2 separate regions of the Anas platyrhynchos genome follow, and region 1 is linked to region 2. A link is a contact called in public Hi-C data. All regions are on one chromosome and are shown on one strand. Each heading gives the region's core, a stretch centred on a gene start, on an enhancer-like site or on the middle of the called end of the contact. The rest is flanking DNA. Distances are from core to core; before and after follow the strand shown.

Region 1 (6,602 bases), core at 611-3,110, 40 kb before region 2:
TTTGGACAATATGATTTTCTCTGCCAAACAGGAAAACGCTATTGTATTTGATATAAAATTAAAATGCTGATGAAAGATGACAAGAAGGATAATACTGGCCTCATTTATGCATCATGCAATATTTTTTATAGACCACTTCTTCAACAGAGAGGACACTTATGGGTTAATTCTTTGCTACCGGCAGCAAGAACAGTTTTATTCACAGAATGTTATCAACACATTCAGTGGAAAATACCCTACCTGTATAAAGTGGGTTTATCAAAAAAATAGAAGAACACAAAATAAAAAAGAACCTGTCCCCCCTATATCCCCTTCCTAAATCCAACACTCCCACCTCCCCAAAAAAGAAGAACAAAACAGAAAAACAGAGGGTGGGAGGGGAGCAACAACAACCAGACTTTAATTTTTTTATGCTCCATTACAAGAATAGCATTAAAAAAAAATAATTCAAACCACCACATTTCAAGTTCATATTTCCAAGGTTTGGGTGGGAAGAGAATTAAACACGCAACATTTAACTTAATTCTCATGCTAAGAGATGATATAGGAATTACTTAACACCAGGTTGGATGTTCTCATCCAAATGGAATGATACATTGTCAAGTCAAAGATTTAATACTTACTATGTTTCAGACAAAAGAAGTTCTTTACAGTTATTGTGCCTATAAATAATAGCATTCTTTTCCCCTACGCTTTGTTTCTCTGAAGCACAAAGGGTTTAGTACTTCCCTCTTACTCTTGCAAACAATTCCACTACAGTAAATACACAACTTTATGAGGTTGACTTACTAACTTTATATTCTTAAATTGAGAGATTTAGACTCTTAAAATAAAACAAAGATAGTATATATACATACATAATATATATATATATACACATCAATTTAGCACTGTTTGTATCCATATACAAGTATCCATAAACAAAATTTAACTCAAAAAATGCATTACCTTGCCAGAGTCCATGAACTGAAAGACCAAGCACCCAGTTTGTCATTGTAGGTTTGAAATGACTTGACAAGGAAAAATGGTAGGCCAAACTATTTACAAATACACCCTCTCCATAGGCAGCTAATGAATTTGGAAATAAGGTTTTTCTTGATTATCATATAATTTGACTGTACAAGCCATTGATAACAACAATTGATATTTTTGCCCTGAAGAAGTAACATTTATTTTTAATTTTATTTTTCTTATCAGCCTTAACATGTTCTTTTTTTCTAAGATTCTTCGGATGCAATGAATCTAACATGAGTTACATTTGTTATAACTCTAGGAACATCAGTTTTTGCCTAAATAAATGAACAGACAAGTAGGTTTTAGGTCCAAATAGTAATGATGTAGCCATAAGGCACCAAGATTTGCACTCATTTTAGTGATATTTTTACCTTCAATTTATACTCGTTTTATTCAATATATTTAATTGTACAATTAAAGTGCAGGGTATTCTTTTAAAATGTAATTCAACTGAAGTATTTTTCTCAAGCTCACTGAGATCCCGAACTTTCAACCAATTTTTTAAAACATAAAAAAAAAAAAACACAGGACTTTTTTTTTAAAAAAATAATGTAAAAAAAGTCTTGCAATAAACAAAATAAGTGACAGCAAAATGTACTGCCTTACTGGGACAGCAAAAGCTGTGCTGTTCCAAGTAATTTAATACAAATATTAACACTACTGATGTCTATAACTGAACAAATTAGAACATCCTATTCAAGTCTTTTAACTTGAAAAACAACTGATTGAAAACAAACGTGTAGTTCTTGACTTCGACTTGTTTTTTGGACCATTGTAGGCCTGGATAGCATACAAGGCAAAATATCTTGTTAACAAGCAACAGCATAGCTATTTAAACCACAAAACTCTTCCTCACTTTATATTGTAAGGAAAGGCCTGTCATTCTTTAATTATTACATTTTGGATTCTTCCAGGGTTCCCATAGGGACACTGGAAAAATAAACATCATTAAAACTACTTCAGTAAAATACAACAGGCAAGAATACGTTTGGGTACAGTTTAATGATTTGTAGCATCAGTGTTAGTGGAAATGTTAGTAAACCCTAGCACATATATATAAATATATATTTTAATCATCTGTAGCATTAGAAATGTCAATGTATAGTCAAGCAGTTCTATGATGGAAGATAAAGTCCAAGAAAAGAAAAGAAAGAGGAAAAAAAGATCTGCTCTTGGAATGTACTCTAAATAGCTCGTTCCAAAACAAAAAAGAAAGGTCAATTTGCTTTATCATCTATGTTGTTTGCCTGCTGTACAAACATCTGCTGTTCTTGTGGCAACAGCCATCTCTCGCACGGAAAGTTTGGCCTAGGCAAGGGTCTTGGAAGGCAGCTCTTCAGACAGCAATTTCATACTCCAGGCTTTCCAGACTATGAGGTTCACAGGCAACTGATTTGGCAACGCCACACGAAGACAGCAAACCTCCTGGTCAGAGAAGGGTTTTCCAAATGCAATATGCTCTAAGGGGCCCCTGCAACGCTGCTCTATTAAATTATATGGGTACACAACACCCCAACCCCAGTTAACTCCCCCTTTCCATTAAGGGATTCATAATGAAGGTGACAGTTAGAAAATAATGCTCATTTTCAGAAAGAGCAGCAGTTTCCTTGACTGGTAATAGTGCCTGTCTGCAGCACTTTGAGGACACTTATTAGCATTACTTACGGTATATTTAATACCAAGGGATTTAATTTTTAAACTCATGGGGATAAAAGTCCATCTCTCCTTCTCCCTTCCTCACTGCAGAGAACTAGAGCTGCTGTATGCACAGGGTTAAATTCAATCAAGGTGAGATGAGGATCACAAACTGCTTAGAGAAAGCACCTGCAGGCTTGGAGCAGCAATTTAAAATGTGCACTCACAGTTGATTTAAAAATAAAACAAAACAGAACAGGGCAATATTAAGGAATTCTAAAATTCTAGAGATTTAGAAACTAAAAGCTGAATCCACCACAACTGTTAAAACCAATGGTGAAAGTTCATTGTAACAGAAACAGGGAATTGAAAAGGAAAACAGCCTATATCCATCAGCTAGTTTTCTATCTCAAGAGAAAACCCCTTTCCTTCATCAGTTAAAAATAATTATAAATCATACGAAAGATTCATAGAATGGCTTGGGTTGGAAGGGACTTTAAAGATCACCTAGTTCCAACATCTCTGACACCTCAGGTTGCCCGAAGCCCCATCCAACCTGGCCTTCAACACCTCCAGGGATGGGGCATCCACAGCTTCTCTGGGCAACTTGTGCCAGTGCCTTACCACCCTCTGAGTGAAGAATTTCCTCCTAACCTCTAATCTAAATCTCCCCTCTTTTAGTTAAAAACCATTCCCTTTGACCTGTCATTATCTGCCTGAAAAAATGCCACTTTCCATCTTTTTTATAAGCCCCCTCTTCAGTATTGAAAGGCTGTAATGGGGTCTTCCCAGAGCCTTTTCTTCTCTATCAGCCTTTCTTCACAGGAGAGGTGCATCACCTTGCACTTGGCTTTGTAGAACCTCATTAGGTTCACATGGGTCCACTTGAAAAAAATAATATAAAAATACACACAGAGCTTTCCCTTGCAAAGAGGAAAAAACACTTGACCTAAGAAACTGTCCCTCATACTACCAAAAGTTTCTGCAATTCCTACTAACACCGTCCTCGCAAACACAAAAACAAAACAAAAAAGAAGAAAGCAAAATACACTGCACTGATGGACATGTTTTTAAAGGCATTCTGCAGTTTTGAAATTTCTGCTGAATTCCTGAAAGTAATTGAACAAGTGTTTTTATTTTACAGGTTCAGTCCAAATTCAAACTATTTTCAATTGGCTTTTATCCACTGTGATTATGAAATGTGTACATAGCATTTCTGAGTTAAGACAGACCACAAGTGGATGTTTCAAAAATCTCCAGAAAGGAGGTGTGAGAGAAAGCTCCTCCCAAAATAAACATTACTACTGAAAAGAAGGAGAAATAATTGGCAGTCATCAAGACAGAGCTGTTTAAAGACTTATTTAATTGAAAGGAGACAAAAGTCTCCTTTTATCTCTACCCACCTAAGATTGGCAAAACAGCACAAGAAAGCCTTCTTGCAGCTTCTTGTCTCTTTGGAGGAAACCAGGGACAAAACACAATAGTTGACAGCGATAACAGCTGAACGTTATTTAAGGCAAAGTAAAAAATTTAAGCCACAAATACCCTTTTCAGTTTTAGCAGTTAAGATTCAGTTTTCATTCAGAACATTTTTGACATGTTTTCCTGATGAACAATTAATTGCCAACATCTGTCTGTACAGTTTAAGAATCTGTTGTTTTCCAAAAATCAGAAGTACGTCCACAAATTCCCTTACAGTTGTACATGCAGACACAATATTTTGAATCCTATTCATCCTTATTAATAAATATTATTAATAATAATAATAATCAGTTGTCTTCTAGGTCAACTGGAGACCATCCAGCCATTTTTGGCTATAGCTACCGCAAAAGATTCAACAGGAATTGTAAAATCAGAGATAGAAATAAAATATCTTTCCCAAACATACAAGACAGTTCTGTTCCTCCCCCAAGACTCAGATGAAAAGTAATACCTGCATTCGTTAAACCCTCACTGCAGATCTGGGCAACGCTTCCACACTACATCAAAATACGGCTATTATTTTTCACGTCACCATTCTTTCTCATCACAAGAGTTTCAGTGAACCACCCTATGTTTTAATACTATCATCAAAAATGAAATGTTGAACTTCATTTCATCCTGCTATGTAATTCTGATGCAATTCTTGTAGCACTGGAAGTAAAATCTTTACCGTAGGACTCCTGCTTCACCTAGTAAAGGGGGTGGAAATGCTCTAGGAGCAAAACAAGAGTAGACAAAAAAAAAATTAAAAAAATCAGGTATTTAGAAAACCTGAAAGGCTAACAAAGGAGAAAAAAGGTGGTCATATGCTTATAAAGCTGAATGCTGCTTAGAGTCCATCCTTCATGCTGTCACAGAGCTGGAACCAAGACAACAGAAATCACATTTCTGACAGACAAGATCAAACTTTGCATTCCTTAGTATTTCACATACAACTCAAAATGCTGTTATTTGACTGCCAAAAAACATTGGATGCTTGCACTATGTTTAGAATTAACTAAAATTTATCAGGCCTGTGTTTAGAATTACTAAATGTTCTGAAGAATCAAAATATATTCTTTTTTGATTCCTGTTTAAGTAAAACTCAGTCTCTCAGGGCCTTAATTTTATCACGTAAAATTAAGATGTTGCCATTTGATCTGATTGCACTCAAAAAAAAAAACACAAAAAAACCTATCTTACTGTTTGTGAAAGATTATGGGCTGATGACTACCAGAGACAAATGTGGATATTATGCAAGAAACAAAGCATGCAACCACACAGCAAATTTTTAGAAGGGGGAAAAAACAAAGGAAAGAATGACCACCTGTCAAGTAACAGCTCTCCCTTCTGCAGAACACATATTTGGTAACCGCAGACTGTAAAACATCCTCTCAGGGGAGCTGTGGAGGCATCGTTAATTCTGCTATTTCCTTTGCTCTGTATGCATGGTTTTTCATCCTTAATACATGATTTAAATATTCTCCTCATCTGAAAATAATAATAATGACCCCTAGAAGTTCTGCTGCATACCATAAGAAGATGAGTATTTCACCACAATAAAGCCAGTGACTTCGCTCCTCCAAACGCAGGCATCTAACACTCCTCACCAAGTAAAGGACCAGTGCTGCCAGCTACCATTCACACCATGGATCAGCACTGAGGAAGCCCCCTGCTCAGTGTCCACGGTATTTCACAGCACTTCAGGAGTCTCCTATTTCATTTCTGAAGCTAGAAAATGAAAAATTTGAAGGATTTTACTCAAACAGATCTAATATTGCAACTTTGGTTGGACTACCTTCTCTTGCCTCTCACAAGTAGGTAATCCAACTGCAGCTCTTCCCTCCTGTGACTCTTCATCCCAGTGCTTTCCTTCTCAGCTGTTCAGTTCTAGCTTCTACCACAAAAACCATCGTCCAGTTTTGTCCCCACGTTCTTTTGCCACATCACCTGATGGTTTCTCCCACAGCCACCTCACAGCTTTGTCCACATCTGTACCTCACCCACTTCCTAAATCCATGTGCTCATGGCTGTCTGTTTATGACCACATCCTTATAGCCTTGTCCTGCCAGCCACAGAAGCCTCCATCTGAACCTAATTCTTTCTCTATCCATTCCTTACTGCTAATTCTGTCTCCTGCTTTTCCTTCCAAACTCTGGTGTGTCTATATGAAGTCTCTCTGTCACCAAAGTCCTGTTTAGTTTGGGCAATCAACACTTGCCAGCGCCCTTTCACAAATTCCCTGAGCTATTTCCTTTCTCCTTTTACCACCACAAGTAGTCTTGAGGCTTTGCTCCAACTTATCGTTCATTAAATTGCAGGTGACTAACAACAGGTACTTAAGCTACACATCATGTCTGCCTTCCTTTTACTTTACAATTTTAATTTAAAAGACTGTTTTTACAGTTATCTATACAAATCAGATATACTCAAGTCAGACATTTGATTTTTTGTTGATACCAAGAGCTTCATTACATCTTATGTAACAAACC
Region 2 (6,408 bases), core at 578-3,077:
GTAATTACAGAGTCAGATGTCCTTTAGATGTCACTATGACTCCATTAAGGAGCAGGCACACAACACACACACGCCTCGTGTTGTCAGATCAGTTATCAAAACAACGTCTTTCCTCCGTGACTTCATTACACACAACCCAAACAGCTCATTCATCAAATGCCTGCTATGTTGGGAAAATGGGCTTTTTAAGAAAATGGTGCCTTCCAGATGCAGTTATTACAAACCAGATGCGAGAAATAGTTCTGAAAGGAAACAGAAGTACAGCAAGACTTGAAGTTTGAAGGTCACATCCAGTAAGGGTTAGCATCAAGGCTCTTATGGCAGACTGCTACTTCGCTTTGCCAGCTATATGTAGAAGGAGGAAAAAGAACCAAAAGGAAAAAATAAAGCCAGCCAGTTCTGTAACAACTTCAGAAGAACTGGACTGCCGTCATTCAACCGTTCTCATTGAAAACTTATAAATACAGTGATGTTGCACTAAAACTAAGGAAGAGAATGGAATGGAGGATGGGGAGGACACCATTTCATTCTGATTTTCAACTTCATCTCCTAAAGTCAGCAATGATGCTACGTTAAAGAAAACGAAGTATTTATCCCCATTTTCACTCCAGACAACAGACCGAGGATTGCCTACTGAGCTGTTGGTCTCCAAATATCACAGAATTGGTCCCTCATCCTTCTCTATTCCCATTACCTTCAGGACACAAACCCCAACACCTGGGTATATACACTTCATGGACCAGAATCTGAACCATGCCAAAAACATAAAGTCCATTTTACACACACACCTCAAAAACAAATAACCAATAGGAACCTCTTGTCAGGACCACCAGCACCATGTTCAAGTGCAGTTCAGCTGACAACATTTCACAGGAACACACCGTTAGACTCAGTCCCCTCTCACCCATCAATGCCAAAGACAAAGCAGACACCAACACGGGCACACGCACCCAAAACAAACGCACCTATTCCAACTTACCCCATTCCAGATACTCGAGGATGTTCTTCTCTCTTCTCAGCGGGGAGTTATTGCACTCATCGTACAGGCAGATGAGGATATCCAGCAAGGTCTCCACGCTGAAGCACTGCCCGTTGCTTTGGGTCGGCCCATCCAGAATGAACTGCTCCAGCTGCTTCAGGCGCACTTCTCCAGACATGGCTGTTTCGCTTTGCATTGGGGGGTCTTTTTTAAGTATACTTCATCCAAAAAAAGAAAGAAAAAGGAAATGTCAACCGGATTTTTAATAAAATTGTGGTTGTGCTTCATTTTTAGGTCCCTTCAGCATTCCCAGCTTGAAAGTGAAGCCCAGCAAGTTTCAGACACGGATGCATAGAGCGCGTGTCTGCGTGCATCGTTGTTAAGAAGAGAAAAACCACTTAATATGGTTAGCGATGAAAAATATCTATCTGTTTCTGACACGTCAATGGTAACAGCTACCCTGAAATTCAACCACGGCTGCGTAGAGCCGATTTCACCACCCCAGCCGCCTCAGACTGAGCCGTTTGCACGCTGAGGCAGCTCTCCCCCTCCATCCAGCATTCGGGTCACGCAGGACGAGCCCGAGCGGGGTCCGACCGCATCCCTACGGCTTCGGATCCCCCGTGCAGCCCTCAGCCAGGCCTGCTGAAGGCACAGCCCCGTCCCGCGGAGCCTCGCCCTTCCTCCGCCTGCCCCCGCTGCTTACCGGGTGTCCTCCCGAGGCCTCTCAGCGCTTCAGGGCAGCCGACGGCTTCATCGCCCCCCGCTCCTCCGATGCAGCGCCAAGGGGCGGCCCCGGCACGGCGCAGGGGAGCGCTGGGCGCCCTGTCAAAGCCTCCCCATGGCCGCGGCGCCACCGCCGCCGTCCTCCCTCCCTCCCTCCCTCTCCCTGCTCTCCGCGGCTGCTGCTGCTGCTGCTGCGCGTCCCGCTGAGGCCCCGGCAGCGGCTTCACTCCCGGCGGGGCGGCGCTGCCCCGGCCTCGCTCCCCCAGGCCAAGGGCATCGTTCCCCGGGGCGGGCGTCCCCCCCTCAGCCCGGCGCCCTCCCCTCAGCCCGGCCCGGCCTCGCTCACACGCAGCAGCCGCCGCCGAGCTCGCGGCAGCCCAACATGGCGGCGCGGCTGGGGAGGGGGGAGCCGCCGCCGAGCGCCGCCGCAGCGCGGGGAGCCGAGCCCGGGAGCCGCCGCTACTGCTGGGATTGAGGGGAGGAGGCTGCCGGGGGCGGGGGGGCTGCAGCAGGGAATGCAGGGAGACGGGCGGGACCGGGACCGGCCCCGGGGAGGGGAGGCTCAGGGCAGCGCGGCCCCGCCTCGGACCCGGCCCCGGCTCCGGCTCCGGCTCCGGCTCCACACGGGGCTCGCCCCTCGCCTCGGGACGGCGGGGCGCGGGCAGGCGCTGAGGCGGGGCTCCCTCGGCCGCCTCGTGTGCTGTGGAGAAGGAAAATGGATGGGCTGTGTGTGCTTCAGGGAGGAGCAGCGCGCTGCCTGGTTGGTAAGCACGGGAATGACAGCCAAGGGCTTGGACAACGTCTTGTGGAAGGAAGAAACTCTCCTAGCAACTCATGATGAATGACAAAATGTGCAGAGAATTTGACTCCAAAAGCTTTCTACACAGAAACTCTCCACGAAATGTCTTTGGAACTGCTGAAAATATAGGTGAGCTTGTCAGAGGTAGAAGAATTAACATTAAGCTATGACGTTGGGGACAAGGCAAGGGTTTCCTTCCTATTGGCAACTGCATTGAAGACAATGATGATACTCATATTGCCGTAATTAGGAAAAGTCTTAATTCAAACCTATTTTAAAGCTTCAGCACAGCCCTTTCAGGGAGAGAGCAGGGAATGATCAGCCCTCTCCCACTGCACACCTTGGGTCTTGTCACCACAGCAAAGAACGAGGTCTTCTCCTGCACTCTACGAGTGGTGTTGGACTTGGACCTGCTTCAGGTGTTGCAGAAGGCAGAGCAGAGAGGACGCTCCACGCTTCTGCTGCATTCAGCATGCTCAATTGCCTCTTCCCAAGCATCATACATGGTGCTCCTAACCCCAGAGTTTTATCCTTATCCTCTCCTTATCTCTGGACACAAATTGGCGGCACTTTCCAGGGGATAAGAAAAGCTCTGTAGGAAAGAGCATAAATGCAGCAGCTGGGAATTGTTGGAGATGAAAAGAAACACTAACTCTGCATGTCTGGATCTGCCTGGGTGCCAGTACAAAAGCTGCAGTGAGAGCTCCACTGTCATAACGACAGTGTACCTCAGAACAGGAGGGAAACCCTTGCCTTGTCCCCAACGTCATAGCTTAATGTCAATTCTCCTACCTCTGACAAGCTCACCTATATTTTCAGCACTTCCAAAGACATTTCGTGGAGGGTTTCTGTGTAGAAAGTTTTGAGAGTCAAATTCTCTGCACATTTTGTCACTCATCATGAGTTGGTAGGAGAGTTTCTTCCTTCCACAAGACGTTGTCCAAACCCTTGGCTGTCATTCCCGTGCTTATCAGTCAGCGCGCTGCTCCTCCCTGAAGAACAGCCCATCCATTTTTCCTTCTCAACAGCACAAGACGGGAGTCGCTGCCCTGTGCCTAACTTCACCCCAGTGAGTTTACACGCGGTTCAGAGATCCTGAACATCACTTTTCTACAAATCTAAGCAAACTGCGTGGGACTTGCGTTTACTCCTAATGCCATGTTTCATCTTCATCTAGATGGGTACTTCAGAGTGCTTGCGTATTATATACCTCAGTGAAGAAAAGTGAAAAATATACATAAGGATGCTTGTTATAGCGAAAACAACCAAAAAACACCAAACGCGGAGGGTCTTGTGCCGGTTACCGAGCTGGGGGCACCCGCCTCAGCGCCTGCCCGCGCCCCGCCGTCCCGAGGCGAGGGGCGAGCCCCGTGTGGAGCCGGAGCCGGAGCCGGAGCCGGGGCCGGGGCCGAGGCGGGGCCGCGCTGCCCTGAGCCTCCCCTCCCCGGGGCCGGTCCCGGTCCCGCCCGTCTCCCTGCATTCCCTGCTGCAGCCCCCCCGCCCCCGGCAGCCTCCTCCCCTCAATCCCAGCAGTAGCGGCGGCTCCCGGGCTCGGCTCCCCGCGCTGCGGCGGCGCTCGGCGGCGGCTCCCCCCTCCCCAGCCGCGCCGCCATGTTGGGCTGCCGCGAGCTCGGCGGCGGCTGCTGCGTGTGAGCGAGGCCGGGTCAGGCTGAGGGGAGGGCGCCGGGCTGAGGGGGACGGCGATGAGGGAGGGAGGGACGGACGGATGGTGCCCGCCGCCCCTTGGCGCAGCATCGCAGGACCGCTTGGCGATTGAACCTTCGCCTTCCCTGAAGCGCTGACAAGCCTCGGGAGCATGCCCGGTAAGCATCAGGAGCAAGAGGAGGAAAGGCAAAGCTCCCCGCGACAGCACGAAGTAATTTTTGAACGAAGTAATGCTTAAAACAGACCCCCCGATGCAAAGCGAAACAGCCATGTCTGGAGAAGTGCGCCTGAAGCAGCTGGAGCAGTTCATTCTGGATGGGCCGACCCAAAGCAACGGGCAGTGCTTCAGCGTGGAGACCTTGCTGGATATCCTCATCTGCCTGTACGATGAGTGCAATAACTCCCCGCTGAGAAGAGAGAAGAACATCCTCGAGTATCTGGAATGGGGTAAGTTGGAATAGGTTTGTTTTGGGTGCGTGTGCCCGTGTTGGTGTCTGCTTTGTCTTTGGCATTGATGGGTGAGAGGGGATTGAGTTCCTGTGAAATGTTGTCAGCTGAAGTGTATGTAAACGTGATGGCAGTGGTGCTGACAAGAGGTCCCTATTGTTTATTTGTTTTTGAGATATGTGTGTAAAATAGACCTCATGATCTTAACGTGGTTCACATCCTGGTCCATGAAGTGTGTATACCCTGGTGTTGAGGTTTGTGTCCTGAAGGTAGTGGGAATAGAGAAGGATGAGGGACCAATTCTGTGATATTTGGAGACCAACAGCTCAGTAGGCAATCCTTGGTCTGTTGTCTGGAGTGAAAATGGGGATAAATACTTCGTTTTCTTTAACGTAGCATCATTGCTGATTTAAGGAGATGAAGTTGTAAATCAGAATGAAATGGTGTCCTCCCCATCCTCCATTCCATTCTCTTCCTTAGTTTTAGTGCAACATCACTGTATTTATAAGTTTTCAATGAGAGCGGTTGAATGACGGCAGTCCAGTTCTTCTGAAGTTGTCACAGAACTGGCTGCCTTTATTTTTTCCTTTTGGTTCCTTTTCCTCCTTCTACATATAGCTGGCAAAGAGAAGTAGCAGTCTGCCATAAGAGCCTTGATGCTAACCCTTACTGGATGTGACCTTCAAACTTCAAGTCTTGCTGTACTTCTGTTTCCTTTCAGAACTATTTCTCACGTCTGGTTTGTAATAAATGCATCTGGAAGGCACCATTTTCTTAAAAAGCCCATTTTCCCAACATAGCAGGCATTTGATGAATGAGCTGTTTGAGTCGTGTGTAATGAAGTCACGGAGGAAAGACGTTGTTTTGATAACTGATCTGACAACACGAGGCGTGTGTGTGTTGTGTGCCTGCTCCTTAATGGAGTCATAGTGACATCTAAAGGACATCTGACTCTGTAATTACGTTTCTTTGCTGTTCATAGTGCATTGCTTTTTGCTTTCTTCTTATTTAGAGGAATGGTCTGTAATTAATACATTCTAGCTAAGGAAGAAGTAGTAATAAAGGTACTTCTGCAGAATCTCCATACACAAAGTGTTGTGTTATACAGAAGGTATGAAAGGCTTGGAAAATACGTTGGCTCACAGGATTATTTGAATGTGAGAGTGTAATCTGTAGAGGAGTTAGCCATCTGACTAGCCTGTTCTCTGCTGTAACTGTAACCTCACCACGCATCTCTTTTCCCCAAAGGGGAACCGGTGGAAGTGGTTGATGACAAAGAGGCGAGATGTGGTTTTCAAGTCAGAATCACACCGAGCAGCGGTGGAAGCAGAAGGTTGGCAGCCACAAGTTGTAGTTTCTGTCCTCACCTCCGTCAGTCTCAGTGCTTTCAGCTCGTATTTGTTTATTTATTTTTTCCAACTTCCCTACTTGAGCAGTAGGGAAAATAATGCCAGTATTACCCCAGAAAGTTCTGAAAACTCTTAGTTTGAATGTAGTGTATTAATTAGTTTCTCCCGTCGGTGAAATAAAACTTAGTATATTCTGGTGGGTGTCACTTGCCGTTCTGGACCGATACGGGTTTATGCCAAACACTAACACATCTGTGTTACTGCTATGAGGAGTTGTCTTTGAATGTATTGGAATTGTTCTTGAAATGATAGGAACTTGGATGTTTGTGGATTTACAGGTGACAGAATAGAAATTTACCCCTAAGAACAGTTAATCTTCTTAAGCTTAAACTGCTTTTTTAAAAGAATGATTTTATTCTTCTTTTTTTTTATGTCTAATACGT

The links. Hi-C and Micro-C count contacts between places; a contact is called where the count stands out from the background.
Region 1: a contact with region 2 is called in a Hi-C map of subcutaneous adipose tissue, with 2.1 times the contacts expected there. The contact joins the enhancer-like site here to the promoter of CDC42BPA in region 2. A contact is called at or near these places in 6 of 8 Hi-C or Micro-C datasets (F1 follicle, F5 follicle, liver and 3 more).

Annotation. Positions count from the first base shown.
Region 1 is chr3:19,762,084-19,768,685 of IASCAAS_PekinDuck_T2T, reverse strand. The region is part of intron 2 of CDC42BPA (CDC42 binding protein kinase alpha); the gene reads right to left. Among named protein-coding and RNA genes, the nearest start is that of CDC42BPA, 38 kb to the right of the region's middle. Within about 2 kb of position 1,860, at least 1 of the 8 cell types and tissues checked has an H3K27ac peak or open chromatin away from gene starts, as enhancers often do. A contact at or near this core is called in subcutaneous adipose tissue, where this site is marked.
Region 2 is chr3:19,722,611-19,729,018 of IASCAAS_PekinDuck_T2T, reverse strand. CDC42BPA (CDC42 binding protein kinase alpha) reads right to left here and starts at 1,827. Exons shown (of 37, transcript XM_072035491.1): 1 at 1,686-1,827; 2 at 980-1,197. The coding sequence starts at 1,175. It overlaps XDH (xanthine dehydrogenase), which reads left to right and starts at 4,014. Exons shown (of 38, transcript XM_072035488.1): 1 at 4,014-4,616.